Linked DNA regions of Macaca mulatta: region 1 is linked to region 2. A link is a contact called in public Micro-C data. All regions are on one chromosome and are shown on one strand. The core of a region is the stretch at or near the end of the contact, and the rest is flanking DNA. Distances in the headings are between cores, read along the strand shown. Region 1 has its middle 64 kb from the start of SF3B1. Region 2 overlaps ANKRD44 (ankyrin repeat domain 44).

Region 1 (5,124 bases), core at 672-3,171, 260 kb before region 2:
CGGGCGCCTGCAGTCCCAGCTTCTCGGGAGGCTGAGGCAGGAGAATGGCGTGAACCCGGGAGGCGGAGCGTGCAGTGAGCCGAGATTGCACCACTACACTCCAGCCTGGGTAACAGAGCAAGACCCTGTCTCAAAAAAAACAAACGAAAACAAAAACAAAAACGAAAAAAGAAAATGTCTGTACAGCCAACGGTTTCCCTTGGGGGCTTTGAAATCACACCACCAGTGGTCTTAAGGTTGAAGTGTGGTTCAGGTCCAGTGCATATTAGTGGACAGCACTTAGTAGCTGTGGAGGAAGATGCAGAGTCAGAAGATGAAGAGGAGGAGGATGTGAAACTCTTAAGTATATCAGGAAAGTGGTCTGCCCCTGGAAGTGGTAGCAAGGTTCCACAGAAAAAAGTAAAACTTGCTGCTGCTGAAGATGATGATGAAGATAATGATGACGAAGAAGATGATGATTTTGATGATGAGGAAGCTGAAGAAAAAGCACCAGTGAAAAAATCTATTTGAGATACTCGAGCCAAAAATGCATAGAAGTCAAATCAGAATGGAAAAGACTCAAAACCATCATCAACACCAAGATCAAAAGGACAAGAATCCTTCAAAAAACTGGAAAAAATTCCTAAAACACCAAAAAGACCTAGTTCTGTAGAAGACATTAAAGCAAAAATGCAAGCAAGTATAGAAAAAGGTGGCTTTCTTCGCAGAGTGGAAGCCAAGTTCATCAATTATGTGAAGAATTGCTTCCGTACGACTGAGCGGGAGGCTATTCAAGATCTCTGGCAGTGGAGGAAGTCTCTTTAAGAAAATAGTTTAAACAATTTGTTAAAAATTTTCCGTCTTATTTCATTTCTGTAATAGTTGATATCTGGCTGTCGTTTTTATAATGCAGAGTGAGAACTTTCCCTACCATGTTTGATAAGTGTTGTCAAGAATGTGTTGTCCAAAATGCCTGTTTAGTTTTTAAAGATGGGGCTCCACCCTTTGCTTGGTTTTAAGTGTGTATGGAATGTTATGATAGGACATAGTAGTAGCAGTGGTCAGACATGGAAATGGTGGGGAGACAAAAATATACATGTGAAACAAAACTCAGTATTTTAATAAAGTAAAAAAAAAAAAAAAAAAAAAAAGGATGCATGCAGGACACAAGGCAACTGCCAGCACTTTAGTGTGCCTTGGATGCCCCTCTAGGGTCCCTTTTCCTTGCCTTTGTCTTGGCCTCTGACCTGGCCATACACTGAGGCAATGGGAGATGAAGTAGCCTGGGGACCACCAGTTGCCAGGCAGCAGAGTAGCAGCTGGGGTGTTCAGAGTAGGACCACCACATAATTCAGTCCCCTCTTGCTATTGCCAGAACTTGCCACCCTCTTCCAGGGGCCTCTGCCTTGGCACATGCAGTTGCCACTATTCAGAAAAGCCCTTTGCTTCCCCTTCAGCTGGGTGGTCCCCACTAGTTCTTTGAGAATGGACTCCTTCGACTTCATTAGGACATCTCTGGCGAAGGTGCTGCATTGTGTGCTTCCCCAGCACCTGGGGCACACACACTTCTCCCTCGCTCTACGACGTGGAAGTCGTCTGTTCACTCGTCTTCCCCGATGGTCTGTGAACAGCGTGACGACGTGGGATGGACACACAACTCACCCTCACGCCCCCAGCATCCGTCTGCTGCTCCCTGTATATGTGCAGATGGACTCAGTGAATGACAGCCGCTGCCTGAATTATTTCAGACAGGTGATTACTGCTGGGAGTTGTGCAAGAACGTCTAAGCAGCCAAGCAAATAGGCATATTTTTAAGCAAATAATTCTTTGGTCTTCATTCACAAGGTGGGAGAGTATTCTATTTCATCACCTGGTAAGAGCGTAAAACTGCTGTTCTGTGAAAACCTTTGTTCAAAATATTCTATTTCCTGTAACATTCTTAGCTTCTGACAGGGGGCAGCAGAGCCTAGGAAAACAAAGGCTGGCCCCGGTTAATTGTGGCTTGCACACCTTCGGAGCCAGACCTTTAATGATTTTCAGAAGAAACCAGCCCTTGGTATCTGACAAACCTCACTGTTGAATAAAGACTTTAAGGTAAAGGCTGGCTTTTATTAAAGTAGTATTCTTTTAAGGCACTGCAAACAACTTACTGTTTTTATAAAAGGAAAAAAAAAAAAGACAAAAAATAAGGCAAATAACCATCTCTTTCATTTTATCACAGTCTTGAAATAAGATGGATGCTTATTGTTTGCCATGATGCTAGAGCATGAAGTATTTCCAGCTGGTGTTAGGGAGAATGTCGAGATTTACAAATTATGACCAGATGCTGGGGCTATTGTCCTCTCACCCCCATCATCCTGGAAAAAAAAAAGACATAGTAAATAATAATAATAATAATAATAAAAACCTAGGCCAGGCATGGCGACTCACTCCGGTAATCCCAGCACTTTCGGAGACTGAGGCTGGCGGATCATTTGAGGTCAGGAGTTCAACAGCAGTCTGGCCAACATGATAAAACCCTGTCTCTACTAAAAATACAAAAATTAGCTGGGTGTGGTGGCACGGGCCTGTAATCCCAGCTACAGGAGGCTGAGGCACAAGAATCACATCAATCCAAGAGGCAGAGGTTGCAGTGAGCCGCGAGCGAGACTCCATCTCAAACCAAACCAAACCAAACCAAAACAAAAAACCCAAAAAACCAATGAAAGCAGTGGAGATAATAATGAAAGCAAATGGCCAGAACCAAAATCCTCCTTGCCCCACCATTATGGCATGAACCCTTGGGGGCCCAGGCTCATGCTTTCTGCCCCTTTCTATGTCCAGTGCCCAGTGCAGGCCTGGTGTGTGGCAGCAGGTGCTTGGCACACGCACGTGGAATGGAAGGAACATCTCTGGCCTGTTCACATCTTAGTTCTCTAGGGGAGTTTCTAAGTCATATATGACACCCTATTGTCCCATAAATATACTCCATGGGGAATGTGCATTCAGAAACATGTACTATCCCATATCTAACTTCAGGGACTCTGCTACTTTTCCATTATTTAAAGCTATGCAAAGGAGAGCAGGGGAAAGAAAAGAGGGAGGAGTCCCTGTGGTTGCCCATGGGTTTGCACAGGTAAGAGACATACAGGCGGGCTGGATCTGATTGGCAGTAATTTGGCCCTCAGTCCACATGGTCACCTTGAAACCAGGAGTACAGAAGAGGTCTGCAGGGTATCCTAAGGCTCTCTGATGTCTGTCCCCGCCTTAGTCTAGGAGTCCTAGTATAGTTCAGCGGGAATTCCCTCATGTTCTCCTTTCTAGCACTGTATAGCACATTACATGAAGCTTTCTATCTTCTCAGTGTGTTTGTGTTTAGACTTCTGCCTCCAGTACTGTTAGGTTCTGCTTGTACTTCTCAGAGGAAGATTTTTTTTTTTTGAGTCAGAGTTATGCTTTTGTCACCCAGGCTTGAGTGAAATGGTGCCATCTCGGCTCACTGCAACCTCCACCTCCCAGGCTCAAGGGATTCTCCTGCCTCAGCCTCCCAAGTAACTGGAATTACAGGCCTGTCCCACCACACCTTGCTAATTTTTGTATTTTTAGTAAAGATGGGGTTTCACCATGTTGGTCAGGCCGGTGTCAAACTCCTGACCTCCAGTGATCTGCCCGCCTCAGCCTCCCAAAGTACTGGAATTACAGGCGTGAGCCACCATACCCGGCCCTCAGAGGTAGATTTTTATTTTTATTTTTTGAGACAGTGTCTTGCTCTGTCGCCCAGGCTGGAGTGTACAGGCACAACGTGATCATGGCTCACTGCAGACTTGACTTCTTGGGCTCAAGTGATCCTTCCATCTCAGCCTGCTGAGTAGCTGGGACTACAGGCACACACCACCACGCTCAGCTAATTTTTAATTTTTTTGTAGAGATAAGCTTTCACTTTGTTGCCCAGGCTGGTCTTGAACTTCTGAGTTCAACCGATCCTCCCTCCTTGGCCTCCCAAAGTACTGGGATTATAGGCATGAACCACCATGCCTGACCCAGAGGTAAATTTTAAAATGGGGTTCTCAGCAGTTAGTAAGAGCCTGGCCATTTCTTTCAACAATAACTCAGAGCCTCTTACATTGAATTCACCTTCTTCCCTGCTCTCATTTACAGCTTCACATGATTCATCCTGTTTATAGAGACAGCAATTCTCTTAAGAGACAGGACAGGTATTGAGATACCTTTCCTGGTAGATGAATTAGTTGGGACTCAGAGCAGCGACATCCCGGGCCTGTTGGTCACCTTGATTGTTAATGGCAGTACTGAGATGAGAATCCCGTTTTCCAGGTGTTCCTGGAGCAACTTGGGGTGCTCATTCTTCAGTGAGGGTCTGGATTAGTGAAAGGGTGGGGGAGATCCTGCAACATGGGGATCGAGGAAGAGCATGCATGCTTGGGCTTAGTGCAGTGCCTGACACAATATAGATTATGGGATGTCCCAGCTGTGGGAGTCGCCAAGGGCATGGAGGGGAAGCCGTTCACTGGAGGCAAGCATTTCCACAACAAGGGATAATACGCAGTGGGGTGGGGATGAGGGAAATCGTCCTCAAAGGAGACAGGGCATCTGGGGCATCTGTGATTGGGCCAGGCTTTATCTGCTCTTTGTAGGCTTTGTTTTATTCAGTTGCCATGACAGCCTTGGAAATAGTTCTCATTATGCCCGTTTCTCCAATGGAACTATTGAGTCACAGGGAAGTCATGTAATTCCCAAGACACCTGCCCTGAAGACCTTAGTCATCATTCACATGGGGGAGCAATTCACATGAAGCATTGTGTGAATGAAGCCTCCCGAAATTACACAGCATCATACAGTTATTAGCAGGTAGAGTTCCGATCCACACTTTGGTTCTCTGGCTCCATAGCCTGAGTTCTTAGTACTACTTCATTCTGTATCTTCTGAGACTTTTTTTTTTTTCCTCTTGAGACAGAGTCTCACTCTGTCACTTAGGCTGAAGTACAGTGGTACAATCTCAGCTCAGCACAGCCTCCATTGCCTGGACTCAGTTGACCCTCTCACCTCAGCCTCCTGAGTAGCTGGGACTACAGATGTGTGCCATCATACTCAGCTCATTTTTTGTGTTTTTTTTTGCGTTTTTTTTTTGCAGAGACAGGGTTTTGCCAT
Region 2 (4,454 bases), core at 151-2,650:
AGGTTGTGTTGGAGAAGTTGAAGGTGAAAACTGGAATAGGCAAGAGTAGGCAGTGATAGGGACAGAGTACTTAGAACTTTGGAGAAGTGGGGAAAAGGAGAGGAATGAGTGAGCCAACCACATTCCGTCTCTCTTGCCCATAGAACCATATGAAACAAAACAAAATAAATTGGACTATGTATGGCTTTTTCACACCAGTATTTTAGATGGCTCTTCCATTGAATTAGGAAGACTTATTGGGTTTCTCACCTTATTTGACCCCACCCCTAACCCCAGGTTGGACTTAGTGTTATCCCATAGAGGCTTTATGGCTCTGTAGTAGGGCCACTGAGCTGCGTGACCCCAGGGGTGTACCATGCCACAAAGAACATTATGCTTTCAATACCCTGGGGAGTAACAATGTCTGTAAATTTAGGGAAGGTATATGGGATATTGGAAGATGAGGAAAGAAGGCATTAGGAATAAAGGAAAAAAAGAACAGATTTCTGAGGAGACTGGTGGTCAAGAAAATATAAACACTCCTTTTAGTTCAAAGATTAATCTTCCTTAGGCAATGCTGAGTTCTGCCCTGAAAGAGTACTAATATCTGTCATAAAATATTTTAATCCTCAGTACTTTTCCTTTATGACTTGATTATGCCTAACTCAATAGAAGCGCTTCTTGCTTAATTAAATGGATTATCAAAATAACAAAAATTTCAAAGCCCTAAATTCTATGGGAAAATGTAGCTAGAAAATTGGAGGGAGACTAGAAATTAAGAAAAAGATTTTCATAAAAGCTTTGAATAGATGGAAGAATTACACATATTCTCTCTTTTGAGAATGCAAGGAATGTTTTATCTTTGTGTGCAGTTCTAGGAATAGTAGCAACAGCCAGGACCCCTGCATGATAAATTTCAATTTCTCAGATCATGAAACTCAGTAGGGTTCCCTAGTCTCAATTTTAATATTCTGAGTTCTAACTTTTAAGGGCTAAATAAAAAGTATTACCCTTTTGAGTTTCATTGGTTTTCAATAGCTTTTTGAAATAATGAGCTCCCTTTACACGCATATCATATGAACAAAGCTGCCCCAAAATGGCTGCCATGATACTCTTAATGCTTCCTGTCCCAATTTCCCCACCTTATCTACCTGTTTCCCTATGTGAAGAAAAAAATATCAGCTGTAGCCTGGACTCTGGCTATAAATGAATCCAGGCAAAGATATGCGAATATGGATGCAAAGCAATTGTCACCACTGATCATATGGCTGTTCTTTGCATTTTACCTAACTTTGGTCATCTCCATTTGCTTGTCCCTTTACCAAAGGCACAAACACTCTCAGAGAAAAGAAGGTTGTGGTGTTTGCTATCCCTGAAATGGGACTGGCTTTGCCCACCACACACTTCAGAGATCACTTCTGCTTTGTCTCTCTGCCTGCAACTTAGATAGCTACCACCAAGTTGGTGGTTACCCCTTGGTAAAGCCTTTAAGCTCCTTTCTAGGCATGGAAAATTGCTTAGCTAAATAGTGTGAAGATATTTTATAAATGCTGAAGTATTTATAGCTTTAGATATATTTAATTAATAATTACTTATGGTTTCATATTAAGAGGAAGCACTGGAGCAAAATTTAAAGAAATAGCTCCACCTAGGGACAAGTTAATGCCAACTCCACAATTTCTGCCTTCTTTCTCCTTAGTTATTTATCTTGAAGTGGCATCACTTTTTAATTGGAAGCAGGTGTTTTAAATCCTTATTCCAAAGTAGTTCCCAGGTGTTTCAGTCCTTAGAACTGTGTGCAGTCCTGACAACTAAGGCCTAGCTCTGGAATCAGATAACTTTTAGGAGCTCTCCTTCCCGGTGTGTCTCATGGTCAGCGATGGTGTTGTATCTTATTCTCTTGACTGCTCCTGTTTTTCCTCTAAAAGTATTATCAAGCTTCAACTCTCCTTTCTCAGTCTGTTCTGATTCAGGTTATACTCATATAAGATGGAGAGAAGATCCTATTATTTCTTTTCTTCCCACATCTACCTGAGAACATTGAATTACAATGATATATGCTTTTTTTTTTTTTCAATTAAGATGAACTTACTGTTCTAATTAAATTTTTTTTCTTGGCACAGACTATGTGTAATCCCTTTTTTATTTCTAAGAAATAGACTTATAGAATATAATAAAATTCTTGTGTTAAAACCTTGGTTTTATAACCTATTTTAGCCCACAGTCCAAAGCAGGGGCTAAAAATGGGACCCTCTTACCCCAATTGTAGTTCAGGGTTAAGGTACAGAGGTACAGAATTCATATTTCTTTTTCTTTTTTCTTTTTTTTTTTTTTGAGATGGAGTCTCGCTCTGTCACCCAGGCTGGAGTGCAGTGGTGCAATCTCGGCTCATTGCAAGCTCCGCCTCCTGGGTTCATGCCATTCTCCTGCCTCAGCCTCCCTAGTAGCTGGGGCTATAGATGCCCACCACCACACCTGGCTAATTTTTTGTATTTTTAGTAGATACGGGGTTTCACCATGTTAGCCAGGATGGTCTCTATCTCCTGACCTCATGATCCTCCCGCCTCGGCCCTCCAAAGTGCTGGGATTACAGGCGTGAGCCACCGTGCCTGGCCCAGAATTCATATTTCTAGCAAGAATCCTGGGTGATTCAGACGTAGGCAGTCCTCAGTCCACTCTAAGAAATACTTATCTAAATTATTATTTGTTTTCCAAGATGGAGTTTTTAAAACAGTCATTTTAAAGTACAGATATTTGGATTTCATCACAAAATGAACATGCATTTTTTAAAACCTCGTATTTTAACCTCAAACTTAGAGAAATGTTTCCTCTGAGACTTAGAAAAATGTTACATAGATTTTTTTGATAACAATACTTGGATGAAAATACATTCTCTCTATTGGAGATACTTTTATTCTAAAATAACAGTAATATTTTCTTTTGGGCCTATTTTCAGAATAAATTCTGTAAATTACTATTTCTTAGTTACATATGTGGTACCTTGGTATTTAGTATAATGATGATTGGTATATAGATGTTGTACATTTTCTGTGTTTTGGCTTAATCTCTGTCAGGAACTTTCATAATTTCTATCATGAATAGTAAGAAATACATGAATTCAGCACACATTCCCAGCTGATCATTCAAAAGGCAATTTCCTAAAAAGTTGCATGCCTTAGTCCTGTAACTTCTAATGAGTTGAGTGAAGTGAGAGATTCTCTTTTGGAACAATGAAAAATTATGGTTTTGTTTTTGTTTTTCTGTTTTTTTCTTTATTTACTTTCTTTTTCTTTTTTCTTTTTTTAACTTTTTTTCTTTTTTATTTTATTTTATTTTATTTTAAAAGTGATTTTTTTAAAAAATGGAATTGTAATGCAGGGAATAGTGGAGGGTTCCAGATCAGGTTGTTTTTCTTTTCTTTTTTTTTTTTTTTTGAGACAGAGTCTCACTCTGTCACCCAGGCTGGAGTGCAGTGGCACAATCTTGGCTCACTGCAACCTCTGCCTCCTGGGTTCAAGCAATTCTCCCACCTCAGCCTCCCCAGTAGCTGGGATTACAGGCATGCGCCACCATGCCTGGCTAATTTTTGTATTTTTGGTAGAGATGGCATTTCACCATGTTGGCCAGGCTGTTCTTGAACTCCTATATAAAATGATCCGCCTGCCTCAGCCTCCCAAAGTGCTGGGGTTACAGGTGTGAGCTACCGTGCCCCGCCTCAGGTCAGTTTTAAGAGTTGCAGTGATTCAGAGCCATTTGGTCAGCTTCAGCTTAAAGCGGACCATGCAAGTTAACACATTTGTCTTTTTTGTGTACTATAGACAAAGGTTGAAAAAAGCATCTTGAAGGAAACTTCCTTCTCCAGTAGATCACAGGAGAGGAATAAAGGTTTCAGATGACTGTTTTTCTAAGCTTTTAAAAAATGTGATGTTATGCAATAACTTGACAGGTCATGTGCATTTTATCTTTTCCTTTCAAAATTATCTTTGCCTCTTTTAATTGTTGATTATACTTTTATTTTATTTTATCTTTTTTAGAAGAATGTCATTCTATCACCCAGGCTAGAGTGCAGTGGTAAAATCCTAGCTCACTGCAGCCTCATGTTGATCATACTAAATAAATAAATAAATAAATAAATAAATAAATAAATGTTTTCAGAGCATTATTAGCAGTGTCCATAGGGGTGTTTCAGATTGGTGTCACTGGCTCATGAGCACCTCCATTGTTTTTCTCTCCCTCTTTTTTTTTTTTTTAGAGTAAAGATGGCAAAAGTCCCCTGCACATGACAGCTGTCCATGGAAGGTTCACACGGTCACAGACCCTCATTCAGAATGGTAAGAGAGATGCTTCAGTAGTGTCATTATTTCAATAGCTTCCTGTTGTGAATTTGGCTATCAGTTACCTGCATATGAAAGTCAATGCCCTGTTTTGGAGTTTTAGTAAGCATGCAATTACACAATTCTTTGATGTACTTTGCT

Evidence for each region. Hi-C and Micro-C count contacts between places; a contact is called where the count stands out from the background.
Region 1: a Micro-C map of CD4 T cells shows a contact between it and region 2, with 14 times the contacts expected there. The contact joins two enhancer-like sites. A contact is called at or near these places in 7 of 14 Hi-C or Micro-C datasets (CD4 T cells, blood, fetal cortex germinal zone and 3 more).

What each region holds. Positions count from the first base shown.
Region 1 is chr12:102,312,613-102,317,736 of T2T-MMU8v2.0, reverse strand. It overlaps the pseudogene LOC697644. Among named protein-coding and RNA genes, the nearest start is that of SF3B1, 64 kb to the left of the region's middle. Within about 2 kb of position 1,921, at least 11 of the 40 cell types and tissues checked have an H3K27ac peak or open chromatin away from gene starts, as enhancers often do. A contact at or near this core is called in CD4 T cells, where this site is marked.
Region 2 is chr12:102,048,212-102,052,665 of T2T-MMU8v2.0, reverse strand. ANKRD44 (ankyrin repeat domain 44) reads left to right here. Exons shown (of 28, transcript XM_077957343.1): 9 at 4,232-4,310. Among named protein-coding and RNA genes, the nearest start is that of PGAP1, 180 kb to the right of the region's middle. Within about 2 kb of position 1,400, at least 4 of the 40 cell types and tissues checked have an H3K27ac peak or open chromatin away from gene starts, as enhancers often do. A contact at or near this core is called in CD4 T cells, where this site is marked.